Linked DNA regions of Hordeum vulgare: region 2 is linked to region 1. A link is a contact called in public Hi-C data. All regions are on one chromosome and are shown on one strand. The core of a region is the stretch at or near the end of the contact, and the rest is flanking DNA. Distances in the headings are between cores, read along the strand shown.

Region 1 (4,901 bases), core at 755-3,254:
CGCCGGCCGCTTCGAGGTGTCGCCGAACTTGAGGTGGATGATGCTCAGGTCCTCGCCCAGCTCCTTGATGTACGTCGCGTCAACCAGGTCAGACTCCCACTGCTGCACGTGATAACAGCAACAGCACATTGGATTGGTAAAATGCTCACTGGAGGATATTTTTTTGTATAGTGAACTCCAGCTAAGCGTAACTAGTTGGCAGGGTTAATAATGCAATGTTAGCGGACTAGCCTTTCTTGTGAGGAATATCAGAACAGTAGCTACATCCAAAACGGTAGAAGCTCAGTCTACCAGATGAGGGAGGAACAGGACCAATGGACCATCCGAACATGCATGGTGGGCAACCTAGCGCCATGATCACCGAGTGGTGTACTTAAAGAGGTTAGGTAGGAGTATTGATATTTTGCACCCAGCCTAGTTACATAACTTTCGAGTCAAAGAATGGCCACTGCACGTTCGTCTGTCCTATGCATCTTATTTTGTTTGCGTATATGCAAATTCACGGTTCGACTGTACTCTAAAAATATCACATGCCTTCCTTGTAGGCCTAAAAACAAAGTTACCACTAATATCGGCACTTTCAAGGGTTTGGATATCCAGTTCCTAAGTTTGCTGTTTAATTCCATTTTATTCTGTATAGTTGGAAGGAAGATGCATCTGGCTCCACATGCGCGTGGGCGTGGCCATATGGGGCGGCCATGCATGTCTGCATGCGATTGCCACCGATTAATCACAGATTGCACACATGCATGCATCTAGTTAATCATCCTCGTATGGCGTGCTCTCTGCTCGCTCTGGGATCTCGAGGTCAAATGATTTGGCTCGTACTTGTGGGCTCGCAAACTCTCGCGTGCCCGCTCGCTTGCAGCTGCTCCATGTCAGATAGTGGTAAAATAAGTGCAGTACGCACCCACAGAATCAATTACTGCCCCCCTTCACGGTTGGCCTGTGCAACGCTAGGCAGGCTGCGAATGGAATTCGGTCACGGGTGTATCAATACATAGACATGCATGTGTTGTTGGGTCGGCAAGTCACGCGACGCGTTACCGTCACCTCCGTGACCAATTAAAGCGGTCATAACTTGTCCAGCTAGTCGAGCCAGCCAGCTGCTGCCAAAGTGGCTCCGAGACTACCATCCCAGTGGTACTACTACCCAGACTAACCCATCATTATTGATAAAATAAGTACACTTCTGCTGGTTCGTGAGCCCAAATCACACACAGCGAATTCTCTGAAAACAGTTACTGTAATACTGTAGTATACAGAAGAAGAAAGAAGAAGAAAAGGAAATGAAGATTTCATATGCGTTACCTTTGCTGCGTCGACGGCGTTGGCGACGGCCATGAACTGCTCCGGCGAGACGGCGTAGAGCAGCCACCGGCTCCGGAACATCTGCCCCGTCCCCGACCGCCGCTTCGCTATCTCCACGCCGTTGCAGTACGCCAGCGTCTGCCACCCGCCGTCCTCCTCGTCGCCGCCTCCTCCCCCGCCGCGTCCGGCGCCGCCCGAGTCCGACGCCGCGAGCAGCTCCTGGATGCAGCTCTCGCTAGCGTAGCTCACGTACCTCCTCAAAGAATCCTCACTTATGGACCTACAAACAAATTAATTACAAGCCGCAAAACACGATCAGGCCTGACCTTCTTGTGATCAGAACTGAAGATCACGATACACTACTACTTGCTGACAAACTAAGAAGCAAAACGGGAGCACATATGTCAACTGATTAGCATTAGCAATCACGTACCATGACCTCGAGCAGACCGAAGGGGAGGAAGATGTGGGGGAGCTGCCATTGCTCATGCTTCTTCTTCTTCTTCTTGTCACGAACGAAGTTTGTGCTTGTGCCTAGGATGATGATGTTTTGAGATGAGGAAGAGAAATGGATGGGCAGGTATAACTATTAGGCTTTCTGGTCGATGAGATGGCCGAGCTATGTAGCTAGCGAGGCTGTATTAGCCTAGATGGAGCAGGTTTAGCTTTTATATATGGAGAGACTGGGGTTGGAGAGGCGAGGTTTTATGACGGAGAGGCAGGAAGAGTGAGTAGGAAACGGAGGTGGAGCCACATGCAGTGATCGGGGCACATGGAGATGCCAGTGACAGAGAGGGCGGTGGCCGGCCGGTGGTGGCTCTGCTCTGCCCTCCGCCATACACCACAGGGTAAAATAAAGACAAAAGGGCACTAGAAAAAACGCAAATATTTCTGTACTTTGCTCTCCATCATGCTAGTACCAGTATTTCTTTTGCTACTACCTAGGAACTTGGAACTTTACAGCATGTAACTTGATGAAGAGTTGTTGCATGTACATCACTAATTTGCCTAGTGCAATATGTGGAGTACAATGTTCAGAAAGTCTTGATTTGCACCAGAGTTGTTTGTAAGGTGATTTAGTGGTTGCATTTTAGCTGTGTATTTGATTAACTCTAGAGCAGTGCAAATGCTAAAGGTGGTGGTAAGGATATATGCTTTTCCTTTGGAGTTTGGAGACCATCACAATAAAGAGACGAAGAAGCAAAGGTAGATGCCGGGGGAAGGTTTCTGCACATGGCATGTTGGCAGGACTGCTCTACAAAGGAAAGAATTGTGGGCTTTAAGAGACTGATTTAATTATGGTTAAGTGAGGTTAAAGTTGTGAATCAAAGGAGAGGTTAGAGGATTGCTTTTGGGGCGCTTGTCCTTCTTTCCTGTGGGGTTTGGGGGCTATGATATGCTCTCATTGCCTATACATGTGCCAACCAAGCTCCACGTCGGAGCCAAGAGGACCATCGTGACCCTTTCTGTCAACTAGAATTGGTTGTGATATTCAAAGGGGTACTTAGGAAGTAGTAGGTGCCACATTTAGTAGCTCCCGACGTGGAAGAGGTGAAATGTGATAAAATGTGCAGGCTGGCAGATCAGAGTTGCCATGAGAAAATAAGTTTGTCAAATCTAGACCAGATTTTGGTTGTTTAACCTGTTGGGACATAAGAAAGAGCTTATGCACTATAAGTTACTTTGCTTGTTTTGGAGTAAGCTCGTTCTCATGTCCCATCAAAGGAATGATACTCCCTCCGTCCCAAAATAAATGACTCGATAGTGACTCAACTTTATACTTATTAAAGTTAGTATAAAATTGAATCATTTTTAAGTCATTTATTTTGGGACGGAGGAAGTATTACTTAGGACACCAATAACGCGTTGACGTTCCGTTAGAGAGGTCACCGAATGAACGAAAGTTCCCTACAAAAGGCTTGTTTGAGCTAACAACATCATCCCGGAGTGTTCCCTAGAAAAACTACTCTCACTGAACGCTCGTGAATTGCCATGCTATAATAGATCCATTTGTCATGCTATTGCAGACAGATTTGCCATGTTGAAAAAAAGGCATGCTAGCAGAAAAATTGTCGGGAATTTGCCATATCGTGGCAGAGTAAATTGCCATGCATACCGGAGATTTTCACATGACAATTTTTTTTTGCCACCTAGAGTATGAGAAATTTGCCACAAAATGACAATGATTTGCCATGTTACAAGAAGATAAATGACATGATATAACATAGAGATTTGTGATGCTGCAGAAAAGAATTGACACGCGTGTCTTCAGGAATTTGCCATGCTGCGTACGAAGAACTGCCATCCTACAAATATAAATTACCAAGATGCTAATATAGGGAAAAAAAGTTCCCTCACAAAGTGGCAACGGAGCGAAAGATTGCGTTTTGCCCAGGCCTTCCCTCCCAATGGTCTTCTCATCGAACACGCTGTGATTTGTGCAAGAAGATCGGGCAGGCCACATGGTGTTTGCTTGGATTTTGTTGGGAGCTGACATCAGTTCGTCAACATTTAGGACTGTATTTGATGATGGAAAATCTGCTATCAGAGCTTCAATAGTCTTCTGGAATCAACCCGAAGGCACTGGGTATTTTCCTTTTGAAAAGGAAAAAAGGTCCTTCAACCAAACAACGATGACAAAGGAAAGAATGATAGTGTTGCGCATCCACTCACAATGACATATAGAGAGGAGGTGAGTGAGAGGAATTTGGTGTGATGGTCGTCTCCCTTGAGGTGGATCGAAGAAGATAAATGTCAATGGACGACCAACGCGGAAACTACATGAACCATATTTTTCATGATTTGGATGGGTACATTTTTTTGTTGGCTTTACCCAATTTAAAAGTTACATAGTTTACCTATTTGTCATGATCTTGTGACATATTATTATTATTATTATTATTATTATTATTAGCTCAAGCTTTTTTTTGTGGAAGATTAATTTGCTCAATCTGAGAATCGATCCATTTATTAGGATGGCCGAGTAGCTGATTGGCAGGACAACTAAGTGCTTATTTGTTTGGGTGTACTAAAATATGTTAAACTTTCTGAAAGTTTAAGAAATTATGTCAAATTATGCTGAACAATGCGGCTTGTGACACCACATTATTCATGTGCTATGTTGGATACGACCATAATGCATATGTAAATTCTCTAGTGGGCATCTAGCAGATATCCTGTCATGAGAGTTTGGCTTGTTAATTAGTTTGATAAAGATAATAAGATAAGTTAAAACCCGTTGGAGTGAAAATGTAAAGTATGGCTTGATTTTAGGAATAGGATATTGTTTTTCACTATTTTTCCACAAGTAAACGATCTACGACGGTGTGCCTTGTTTATTTTAACCGTGAAATTGGGATGACCAACCCACAAAATAACTAAAAAAATAGCATACCTCTCATCGTCATAATAACCGTTAATTTGATTATTTTGGTTAAGGCTGCTCTAGCAGAGTCGCCGTCCCATTAAGGATCATCATAATATAAAGTCATCCCCCACCTCGACAACTACACGTGGCAGGAATAAGACAAAGACGAGGTCACCCTCTCAGCACTCCAGCATGAACCGTGTAGGAGCGTCACATAAGGATG
Region 2 (4,901 bases), core at 701-3,200, 190 kb before region 1:
TGATGCACACCGTGGGAAAAAGAGTTACATTGACACCATAAGAATTGAGGCCTCACTATCCGGTGGTCACAATATCAGAATATGACTAAAACCAGAGCATAACAACATTTGCTAAAAGATGAAGGGTAGAGCAACATTATACAACCATAAGCAAATCATAAGTAGGAGTTAAAAAAAAACTGCATGCCCCTAAAATAATGCAATACCTGGATTCTTTGTCAAACCCGAATCTTGCTCCAAAGTAGAAGGATACTGCTAACAACCAGGCATCACTGTGCACCGCAACAAGTGACAACCAATCTTTCTCATCCATCCCATCCCGAGCAAAATTAATTCCCAGTGCTGGCTCTGGAAGTTCTGGGGGAACCTCCTCTGCAGGCAAGTTCACTTCCCATGTTTCATTGGGAAGACCATACAGACACAGATTCTCTTTCTCTGAAATCAGAAAGACAACCTCTTAAGCCTCCAGGTCACATTCAGGATTATATTCTACTCCCTCCGTAAACTAATATAAGAGCATTTAGGACACTATCTTAGTAATCTAAACGCTTTTACATTAGTTTACAGAGGGAGTATCTAATAAAAATAAGCCGAGACAAGAAAGCCTCAGCACGACGGCAACTGTGTGCCCAAGAAACAAAAACGAGAAAAGAAGAAGAATGAGGAAAAGATCCGTCCGATCATATTCTATAATGCGCCTTCGCCATCCTAACCCAGATGTAACACGAGACTCTGGGTCTATGAAGTACTACAAATTTTAAGACTAATTCAGGATAAACAGCACAGCTGCCAACTTGCAGTAGGATACACTAAAAAATGGCAAATTAGTGAGTATAACATCTGAAATCACGAGGACATGTGGTAGTTAACCGAAAGGCGCGAAAAAGAATGCCAAACGAAGATGGCGCACCAAAACTTGGAAGCCTCGAAAGTTCTCCACAGGATAGCCTGATCTAGTACTGTTAAACTTCTGCACCATGTCAGTGGAAAATGACTAATTAAATAAAAGCCCGAAAATACCCTTCATAAGATGGATACCATGGTCATTTGGTTACACCGCACCACACATCATTTTTCTGTGTGAAGGGACGCCGAGAGCACTAGTCAACAAATCAAGGAAAAAAACAAGCGCCCCACCTCATCTCTCTCTCTCTCTTACCCACACCCACTGACACCCACCCACACGCACACGCACACGCACCATTTTTCTAGTACAACTGATCTGTTAGTAGATCGAAAGCAAGAACCACCAAATTAACAGACGGAAAATAATCCAGTGACCTTTCCTGCAAAAATCACAAAGCTTCCTAATTCGGAAAATCCCCAACCCACTAGTACAGGAATTCCAGCGAAATTCCCCTGCAGAAATCGGGGCACAGGGACTACCAAATTAGAGCCAATAACAAGTTAAGAAACAAGTCACGCACAAATTTCCATTTGAGAAAAGAGGCAAAGATGGAATCCACACCAGAAACACAAACTCCACTCAAACAGGTAAAAAAAAAACCGCATCACTTCCATGTGAAACCTCGGCGATTTCGAGGTCCGAGAAGGGCGAATCGGAGACGGTCGCGAGCTCACCTGGGTCGCACTGCTGGTAGAACTTCTCCACATCTGCAAATCCACCAACCAAAAAGACCAGAAACCAATCAGAACCTCCAAATCCTCACGCGGACCCCCAGGAAAACAGCCGAAATGAAAAATCGGACGGGGAGAAGAAAGCGAGCGCGGCGCGCACCGGTGGTGAGCGCCTTAATCATGCCGGCCCGCCGCGCGCGGAAATCCCTGAACACGTCCTCCGGCGTGCGATGCGTCCCTCCTCCGTCCATTCGGGGCGCGCGAGTGTCGCCTGAGCTCCGGGGCTAGGGTTAGGGTTTTGGTGGCGGAGGCGACTGGCCGAGGCGAGTAGCAAGGCTTTTAGAACAGCCGGGGGGAGGGCGACCAGCGGAGGAAATGGATTTTGAGGAGATGGATAGTGGAGCGGAATGGCCAGTTCGGGGGACCGGGGCGCGGGTTTCGAATCGCGTCGAGGTTCCGACTGCAAATTTACCGCACTTGCTTGACTGCTTTGCTGGTGGAATTGCGTTCGCACCCAGGAAAGGTTTGCGATTTTCAGCTGCACCTCCGGATAAAACGGTCACGCGCGGCAAAGCTCTGACCGCTGTAAAGCCGGGTTAAACGCATCCCCGATGGGCCGCTGGCGTGTGGGTCCCTTTGCAGCGGCTGTCTCTGGCTCCGTGCGACTTTGCACGCCTCAAAATAAGCGAAAATTAGCCGATACCCGAAAATCTCGTGCTGTCGAATCGTTTTAGGCCCTCGACGTTTCAAATCTATATCTATATACCTAATCCATACCCCTAATCTATACCAAATAATAAAGTGGTTATTGCTTCCGTCGGAAAACTCACCACGTTATTTTTATAAAAAAAACCCTGTAATTTTTGTTATTCAACCCGCGCTTCAATTTCTCATTATGGTGAAATTAACAATGGACGGGTTGATTTTTCAACAAAATAGGATAGGACTAACTACATTAGTTAGTTAGCTTATTATTTAATAAATCAAAATAATTATAAAAATATTAAAAGCGTGTGGTATTTTTTTCTCCCGTTGCAACGCACGGGCTATTTTGCTAGTAATAATAAAACGGCTATAGCTTCCGTCGGAAAACCCACCGCGACATTTTTAGAAAAAAAAAACTGTAATTTTTGTTATTCAACCCGGGCTTCATCATTTATCTGCAACGTAAAAGGAAAAAAACGATTCGCTGCAAAAATTATACCCGTACGCATCGCATCCTCCCGTCGACCCTCGGCCACCCTCGCCTGTACCCAAGCCGCCGCCGACGACCTCAACAAAATAGATGGGACTGACTACATTAGTTAGTTAGCTTATTATTTTAATAAATCAAAATGATTATAAAAAGATTAAAAGCGTGTGATATTTTTTTCTCCCGTTGCAACGCACTCGCCGCCGCCGCCGACCTCAACCGCCACCGCTGCCGATCTCAACCCACCCGCCTCCGCGGCCGTACCTCTCCCCGCTCACTGCCCCCATTGCGACGCTCGAGCGCATCGCATCGACCCTGGTCCACCCCGGCCTGTGCCCAGACCGCTGCCACACCACTCGCCGCCGCGGCCAACCTCAACCACCACTGTTGTCGATCTCAACCCACCCGCCTGCCGTACCTCTGCCCGCTTGCTGCCTCCGTTTCGGCGCTCGAGCACAACTTCTGGATCAAATCAACGTGGCAGCTACAGTGACTATGGATGATGCGTCTTCTCGATGCAGAACGGCGGCGGCGCGCGGATAAGGCGCGGCGGAGCGAAGTACTTGCAGGTGGAGGCGGGCCTCCATGGCTCACACGGGGAACTCCGAGGTTATGATGCGGCAACGACGACTCCTTATGGCAAGATAGAGGCGCCTAACCCTTGCTCCCCACATCGTATCCCCTCCTCCGACAGGAACTCATCATCTGATGAGATCCCCTCCCCATGCCTCCAGCCGTGTGCCAAGCACCGACAAGAAATTTTGTTTTGTGGGGATTTGTTTGCTGATGAATGAATGTATTGAATGTAAGATTGTATTGTTGTAGAGACAGAGAATGAAACACCACCTTTAGTTTGTCATCTGATCCCACATTCTCTACCCCATGAGTAAAATAAGATAACGGTCCATTGATCATTTCACGTAGCCTCTTTGTTTTGCTTTGATTGTCCCGCTCAATTTCTCATCATGATGAAATTAACAATGGACACGCTGATTTCTCAACAAAATAGGATAGGACTGACTACATTAGTTAGTTAGCTTATTATTTTAATAAATCAAAATGATTATAAAAAGATTAAAAGCGTGTGGTATTTTTTTTCTCCCGTTGCAACGCACGGGCCCTTTTGCTAGTAATAATAAAGAGGCTATTGTTCCTCGGAAAACCCACCACGACATTTTTATAAAAAAGTCCCTGTAATTTTTGTTATTCAACCTCGGCTCCATCATTTATCTACAACGCAAAAGAAAAAAACGATTCGCTGCAAAAATTACACCCGTACGCATCGCCTCCTCCCGTCGACCCTGGGCCACCCTGGTCTGTGCCCAGGCCGCCGCCACACCACTCGCCGCCGCGGCCGACCTCAACCGCCACCGCTGCCGATCTTAACCCACCCGCCTCCGTGGCCGTACCTCTCCCCGCTCACTGCCCCCGCTGCGGCGCTCGAGCGCATCGCGTCGACCCTGGTCCACCCTGGCGTGTGCCCAGGCCGCTGCCACACCACTCGCCGCCGCGGCCAACCTCAACCACCACTGTTGTCGATCTCAACCCACCCGCCTCCGCGGCCGTACCTCTGCCCGCTTGCTGCCCCCGTTTCGGCGCTCGAGCACAGCTTCTGGATCAAATCAACGCGACAGCTACACTGACTGGGGATGATGCGTCTGCTCGATGCAGAACGGCGACGGCGCGGCGGAGCGAAGTACTTGCAGGTGGAGGCGGGCCTCCATGGCTCACACGGGAACTCCGAGGTTATGGTGCGGCAACGGCGACTCCTTATGGCCTGATAGAGGCGCCTAACCCTTGCTCCCCTCATCGTATCCCCTCCTCCGGCAGGAACTCATCATCTGGTGAGATCCCCTCCCCATGCCTCCAGCCGTGTGCCAAGCACCGACAAGAAATTTTGTTTTGTGGGGATTTGTTTGCTGATGAATGAATGTATTGAATGTAAGATTGTATTGTTGTAGAGACACAGAATGAAACACCACCTTTAGTTTGTCATCTGATCCCACATTCTCTACCCCATGAGTAAAATAAAATAACGGTCCATTGATCATTTCATGTAGCCTCTTTTTTGCTTTCATTGTCCCGCTCAATTTCTCATCATGATGAAATTAACAATGGACACGCTGATTTC

Evidence for each region. A called contact is a pair of places that touch in the nucleus more often than the background predicts.
Region 2: a Hi-C map of leaf shows a contact between it and region 1, with 2.1 times the contacts expected there. The contact joins the promoter of LOC123447832 here to the promoter of LOC123451169 in region 1. A contact is called at or near these places in 2 of 6 Hi-C or Micro-C datasets (leaf and seedling).

What each region holds. Positions count from the first base shown.
Region 1 is chr4H:50,518,955-50,523,855 of MorexV3_pseudomolecules_assembly, reverse strand. LOC123451169 reads right to left here and starts at 2,004. Exons shown (of 3, transcript XM_045128181.1): 1 at 1,745-2,004; 2 at 1,312-1,591; 3 at 1-102. The coding sequence starts at 1,800.
Region 2 is chr4H:50,704,609-50,709,509 of MorexV3_pseudomolecules_assembly, reverse strand. LOC123447832 (PHD finger protein ALFIN-LIKE 8) reads right to left here and starts at 1,950. Exons shown (of 5, transcript XM_045124519.1): 1 at 1,739-1,950; 2 at 1,582-1,614; 3 at 207-435. The coding sequence starts at 1,829.